Regions from separate parts of the Mus musculus genome. Here region 1 is linked to region 2. A link is a contact called in public HiChIP or PLAC-seq data. All regions are on one chromosome and are shown on one strand. Each heading gives the region's core, a stretch centred on a gene start, on an enhancer-like site or on the middle of the called end of the contact. The rest is flanking DNA. Distances are from core to core; before and after follow the strand shown.

Region 1 (3,108 bases), core at 601-3,100, 550 kb before region 2:
CATTATTAAATTCTACCAGTAGTTTCTGGAAGGAAAAACACTACATAGATATCCAGAGGAGATGTGGTTGATTAGTACAGGGAAGAATACTGGGTAGTAAGAAAAAGGAGATTTCCTTTTGTATTGAATACTCCTTTGTAAGCTCCATGTTTTGTATCATACTCATGTATTATGTAGTCAGTAATTTCTGAACCAAAGTAGTGATTGTTGAAAATATAGGGGAAGGGACATGCTTGACAATTATGTATGACCTAAGACCAGTGGAATACTAGGATTATACAGAGTGGTAGAGGAAAAGAGAGAGAGAAGTGAGAGAGAGTTGTACTGGACTTTTGTATGTGGAAGGGGGCCAGGCATTAAGACTTATTCTGATCTACTTAGTAATACAAGTGTGCATTACTAATAGGAGGAGAGGCATTGGTGGGTTTGAAGAGCAGAAAGAGTGAGGTAGTGTGAAAAGCAGATTTGATAATTACTAGCATATATGTGGAATTGGAAGCCGTACGTATGGATGGGTTTAAGGGATATGTCAAAGTCTCAGCAGAGTTCAACAGTGAACTGAATATTGGAAAGTAATTGAATAAATTATCTAAAAGAAAAATCAGGTCCTGACAGAGATAAATTAGTACTTGTCTTAGTTACTTTTTATTGCTGTAATAAAGCACCATGACCAAGAAAACTTAGAAGGGTTTATTTAGAGCTTATGCCTCCTTCCGTGTGTGTGTGTGTGTGTGTGTGTGTGTGTGTGTTAACCGGCAGGTATAGTGATTGGAGCTGAGAGCAAAGTACTCAAATCTTAAACCACACACAGGAAACAGGAAGTAGACTGAGCTTGAAATGAACAAGAAATGATGAGGATTTTTAATCTCTTGAAGTCTGTCCCAAGTGACATACTTCTTTGAGTGGGGCCACATCTCCTAAGTCTCCCCGGCAGTGCTGCTAAGCAGGTCCAAACCTCAGATACCAGAGCCTTTGGGGACATTCTCCTTCAGGTCACCACAGTATCATAGTTTTAAGTATTTCACTATTTTGAATGCTCCCTATATTTTTACATTGGAAAAGATGGAGAAATTAGAGAGAGGTTTGATTTTAATTCATATGTGAAAGAAATGTTTGGCTCTTGAGAGGTGTCCAGAATTAGAATGATTAAAGTGTGAATTTCTTGCCTTTAGAAATGTTGATATTAATATTTATGGCCTGTTAGGATAACATAAAATGTATTATGAAAACTTTATAGTATATTTGTAATATATTTTAAAATATCTTTTCTCTATTTTAGTAAAATTTAAAAACCAGAATTGGAGTTAGTAGGGAGCTCAGAGCTTGTTTCAGGGCTGTGTGTGGGAGGTGGTGTGCCAAGGCTGACTGTAGAGTGTAGACACGTTAGCAAGTGCTCTAGCTCTGAGCTGCACCCTGGCTCCAAGGACATCTTTATGCTAAAAGAAAACTAAATGGACTTCCTGTGATCAAGCAGTATATAATGAAGCAAACCTTTATACAACATTACAGTGAAGCAAAACTTACATATATTTGAGGCAGAATCCTACTATGTAGCCCTGGCTGGTCTGGAACTTGCTATGTAGGCTAGGCTGACCTCAAATTTAGAGAACCATTTGTTCCTGCCTCCTGAGTTCTGGCATTAAAGATAAGTGTCTCTACTTCCTGCTAAATGTGTATTACTCTTTGTTTCTAGAATGAGTACGAACAGTTAAATTATGCAAAACAGCTGAAAGAGAGATTGGAGGCTTTTACAAGAGATTTTCTTCCTCACATGAAAGAGGAAGAAGAGGTAAGTAGAGTTTTTCTTTGTTGTGATTTATATTCGTAATTTAACAGAAGATACTATTTTGAGTTGAGTTCCTCAAAAGAAGGAGGAAATGTGCTGTTGATAGAATCAGCTGTTTCTTCTTGGGCACAGGAATGAAATCCAGTGGAATTATAAAAAGCATAGCTTTAATTCTTCTTTTACTGAATGAATGATTTTATTTACTTAAGAATAAGTATATATATATTTTTAAATATTTATTATATATATGTGAGTACACTGTCGCTGTCTTCAGACACACCGGAAGAGGGCATCGGATCCCATTACAGATGGTTGTGAGCCACCATGTGGTTGCTGGGAATTGAACTCAGGACCTCTGGAAGAGCAGTCAGTGCTCTCAACTGCTGAGCCATCTCTCCAGCCCCATAAGTATATTTTTATGTGTGATGGCACTATGATACATTTTCATAATTGTCACTAATTTTTCAGAACTTTTAGAAGATTCTGTAAATCTTTAAATATTTTCTTTTTGCCAGGTTTAAAGAGTTCTTAGTGTTTTTTCATTAGTGGACTTGAGTAATTAAATAGTGGCTAAGTTTATCACTGTTGTGCCTCACATACATGCATTAGCATATCACTAACACACTGCAAAACAATTTGTTTTCTTTGAGTAATAAAGGATGATTAAGTATCCAGTGTAAGATAAAGAGAAACTATCCTATGAGGACTGACTACATCTGCCTTTTTTCTCTTCTAAAGATCTATTTTCATTTTACATGTATGAGTGTGTTTTTCTGCATGTTTGTATGTGCACTTTGTGCCAATGGACAATATCTGTTTTCCTGGAGTGAAGTTCCAGATGCTTGTGAGTCACCATATGGGCACTAAAGCCAAACTCAGGCCCTTCACAGTAGCAGCAAGTAGCCTTAACTGCCTAGCCATCTTTCCAGCTCTACTTTGAAAAACAAAGCCAAAACATTCATTGTGCAATTGGGAATTGTCTCCTTCCACTATGGGTTCTGAGAATTCAACTCAGGTCATCTTTCTTGGGAGCAAATATTTTTACCCACCAAGCCACCTTGTTGGCCTATGAATCCTCTTTTTTTAGTTGTAAATCATTTATTGTAGTGATTTGCAATTATGTTTTCATTTTATAATGCCTTGATAATAAAATGAAGTGTAGGCTACCCTCAAAACTCTACTTGGGATAGGCAGCATTGCCTTGGTGTTCTTCTTTGGTAGTTGATATTATTCTTTACATTGTAGTATGTAGCCTGTGCTGAAACCAAGGTAACAAACAGTCTTTTTTCTTTTTGAAAAAAAAATTTTTTTTCTAATATAAT
Region 2 (3,079 bases), core at 367-2,866:
TTTGATTTTGGTTTGCTTTGTTTTGATTTTTTTTGAGACTGTCTCTCTACTTAGCACTGACTGTCCTGAAACTCACTATGTAGATAGAGCAGGCTGTCGTCAAACTCAGCCTCTGCCTCCAGAGTGCTGGGATTAAAGGTGTGTGCCAGCTATTTGTTCATTTTGACCTAACCAAAAAAACTTATTCATATGGCTTTACCTAAGAAAATGTTAATACAGGTAAGAGACAGTGATTCTGGAGAGATTCATTAACCAATGAAAATGACTCAGAGCCAGCAGCCATTGAGCCCATTGGGGAAGGACAAGGAAAAGTGAGTAGGTAGATAGTGACAGATAAGGACCGGGTTAGTAACTGTATCAACTGGAGTGAGACTAGGGAGAAAGGCAAGGTGTAGGTGGACTTTGGAAAGAAACCTTAAGCTTTTCTGTATAGATATCTAAGAGATGTGGATGAGGGTAGAAAGGGGCCTGAGGCTTTTGGGGAAAGTTCTGTCAGATCAAAAAGACATAGTTGAGCAGGCAAGTTAGGCTGCTGGAGGTTTTCTGAGGCTGGGGTACTCTGAATGCATGCACACAGGCTGGGAAGTAGAGCAGAACGTTCCACACAGGCAAAGGACTACTTCTGAGGGATTAGTTGAAAGCCGTAGAGGTTAGAGAGAGAAGGTTCTCATATAGTATCCTCAGTGGTCCTTGTTGGATCACACACCAGATTTCAAGGAGGGTTGCTGAGGTTCTAGACTTCATGCTCAGTGCCACACAGGTATATCTCCACTCTGTCCTTCATCATGGCTCAAAGTGTGGGTGCTGTTGTTATCTGGATCCTGAACCTGCTCAAGGTCACAACTGAACCTAAATATAAGTGTATGTCATGGGATACCAAAGACTACCAGGCAACTATGTAATAAGTTTAATTCGATGGATGAGTCAGAGTGACTTCCACTTGGTACTCTGCAGCTTAGAATTACTTTTTTAAAGACATTGATGCCTTCCAAGTGACTTCATTAGCTGGAACAAGAGGCAACATTGATAACCATGTTTGGTTAATGACAGCTGGAATTAAGTGAACTCACATAAAGACACATGGTTTCAGCCTGGTCTACAGAGTGAGTTCCAGGACAGCCAGGGCTACACAGAGAAACCCTGTCTCGAAAAAAAAAAAAACAAAAAAAAAACAAAAAAAACAACAACAACAACAAAAAAAAGACACACAGTTTATATGTGGCCAATCCACCATCTTTGGAGTTACAGCTCAGTGACCCTGTGACAATTCAGTCTTGTCACTTCTGTTGTATCTTCTTTGGGCCATGGGCTGGGGGAGAAGCTCCTGAGCAGAGCTATGGAAAAGCTTTGGCCCAGCAAACACATTTCCTCAGTTCTTAGCTTTATGCTGGTAAGACTCTAAGTGCCCTGTCAAACTCACTTGTGAATTCTAACATGGTCTCTTTTATTAATAATCAAGAACACTCAAAATTCAGGCCCAACCTACATGGAAAAAAAATGATTGGGTTTTGTTTTTTTCTTTTTAATTGTACCTGTAAACAGAAGATAGTGTATTAACTGGTTATTCATTCATTCTTGCTGGGGACATAGCCTGGAATGCCTCTCTAGGCACAATGCCAGGGGTCAGTCTGCAGCTCGCAGGCCTCAGCCTGAAACCCTCTGTAGTTCATTTACTGGAGTGGATAAGCTGTGGCATCTTAATAGGGAAATGGAAATGAGAAAGACAGGTTCTGCACTTCTGTAGAAATTTAATCTAACCCACAACCACTCACAGGCTTTTCGTTGATAGGAGAGCCTCACGAAAGATTTTAAAAGGGACCAAAAATGAGATTGATAATAAGCCCTCCCCCACTTTGTGTTCACCTAATTCTTGTGTAGAAAAAAAAATCCTGTAAGTAGATCTAGCATTGGTTGAAACGTATGCATCTTAGGAAGGACTGTTTTGAAGATTTCTCAGACATTATGCAAGGTTGGCGTGTCTGCCAAGTTTCTCCATTGCTGATAGAGAGCATGAAGCCGCTGATACTGCAGAGGATTCAAGGAAGAGGAAGGTCCTGTTCTGTAAGTTTAGCTTTGTTTGTTCATGTAGAAGGAGAAATTATATACCCCGTGTGGCCAGTATACCTTGTCCTTTCCCGTCTAAGTAAGATAGGGCTGTTGGAACTAAGGCACTTTACTAATGCTGGAGTAAAAGAGGAAGGAGTAAAGAAAATTAAAGGAAAGTCAGCAAATTTTGCCAGCTGAGCTAACAATTTGTAGTAATGTAAAAGGTTGACTTCCTTTGTTCTGTCTTCAAGGCACTTAGCCCACTTTGCAAGTCACTGTGACTAATTCTGTGGCAGTCCTCACTTCACAGAGGCAATTGGGGATGGGGGAGTGGACTTAGAGCTCACAAAGGGTCCTCAGAGCTCCAACCCTCACTCCCTAGTGCTAGAACCCCAAACTGGTAAGGCGTTGTGTGATGGCTATTCCCAGTTGTCAACTTGACTATATATGGAATGAACTACAATCCAGAAATGAAGGGCACACCCGCGACCCAGATCTTGAGCCTGGAAGACATGTGCTTTTACTGGGATGATCCGTGCTTTTGATCCAGATCTTGAGGTACAGTGGCCCTGAAAAGCTTTGGCTCAGGCAAGGTGATCCACGCCTTTAACCCCAGGACACAGAGACAAGCAGATCCCCCAAGTCAATGAAGTTAAATTAGTCAACTCCATAAAGGACTCTGATGATGAAATAAATATTTACAATAAAGTTCCTGAAATATATAGTTCGGTAACCGAGCTCTTGCCTACTAGCAAGTGCAAGCTGTGACTTTGACCCCAGCACGGTGAAAAGAAAAGTAAATAAACAAAACAGAGGTCCCTGGGCAGAGGTCAGGGGATAGATAAGTAGGTAGGTACAAACAAAAGACTGACTTAATTCCAGCCTCCGGGGGTGGGGGAGGGGGAGCAAACAGGAGGGTGTGGTGGGACAGAAAGGAGAACAGCTTGAATGGAACTCAGGTATGAGGAAGGTCATTCAAGCAGGCTGGAGATGAGGAAGGTGTGCCAGAAAAGAGAGGGATTCATCCCTGAAG

What was found. HiChIP or PLAC-seq counts read pairs in DNA pulled down with a chosen protein or histone mark.
Region 1: an H3K27ac HiChIP or PLAC-seq map of microglia shows a contact between it and region 2, with 7 times the contacts expected there. The contact joins two enhancer-like sites. A contact is called at or near these places in 2 of 484 Hi-C or Micro-C datasets (CD8 T cells and regulatory T cells), 1 of 115 datasets of contacts at active chromatin or transcription factors (microglia) and 1 of 9 other capture datasets (adipose tissue).

The regions. Positions count from the first base shown.
Region 1 is chr5:43,769,418-43,772,525 of GRCm38.p6, reverse strand. It overlaps Fbxl5 (F-box and leucine-rich repeat protein 5), which reads left to right. Exons shown (of 11, transcript NM_001159963.1): 3 at 1,694-1,789. Among named protein-coding and RNA genes, the nearest start is that of Fbxl5, 11 kb to the left of the region's middle. Within about 2 kb of position 1,850, at least 42 of the 459 cell types and tissues checked have an H3K27ac peak or open chromatin away from gene starts, as enhancers often do. A contact at or near this core is called in microglia, where this site is marked.
Region 2 is chr5:43,217,483-43,220,561 of GRCm38.p6, reverse strand. All of the region lies in intron 1 of Gm7854 (predicted gene 7854), which reads left to right. Among named protein-coding and RNA genes, the nearest start is that of Gm46911, 8.2 kb to the right of the region's middle. Within about 2 kb of position 1,616, at least 51 of the 459 cell types and tissues checked have an H3K27ac peak or open chromatin away from gene starts, as enhancers often do. A contact at or near this core is called in microglia, where this site is marked.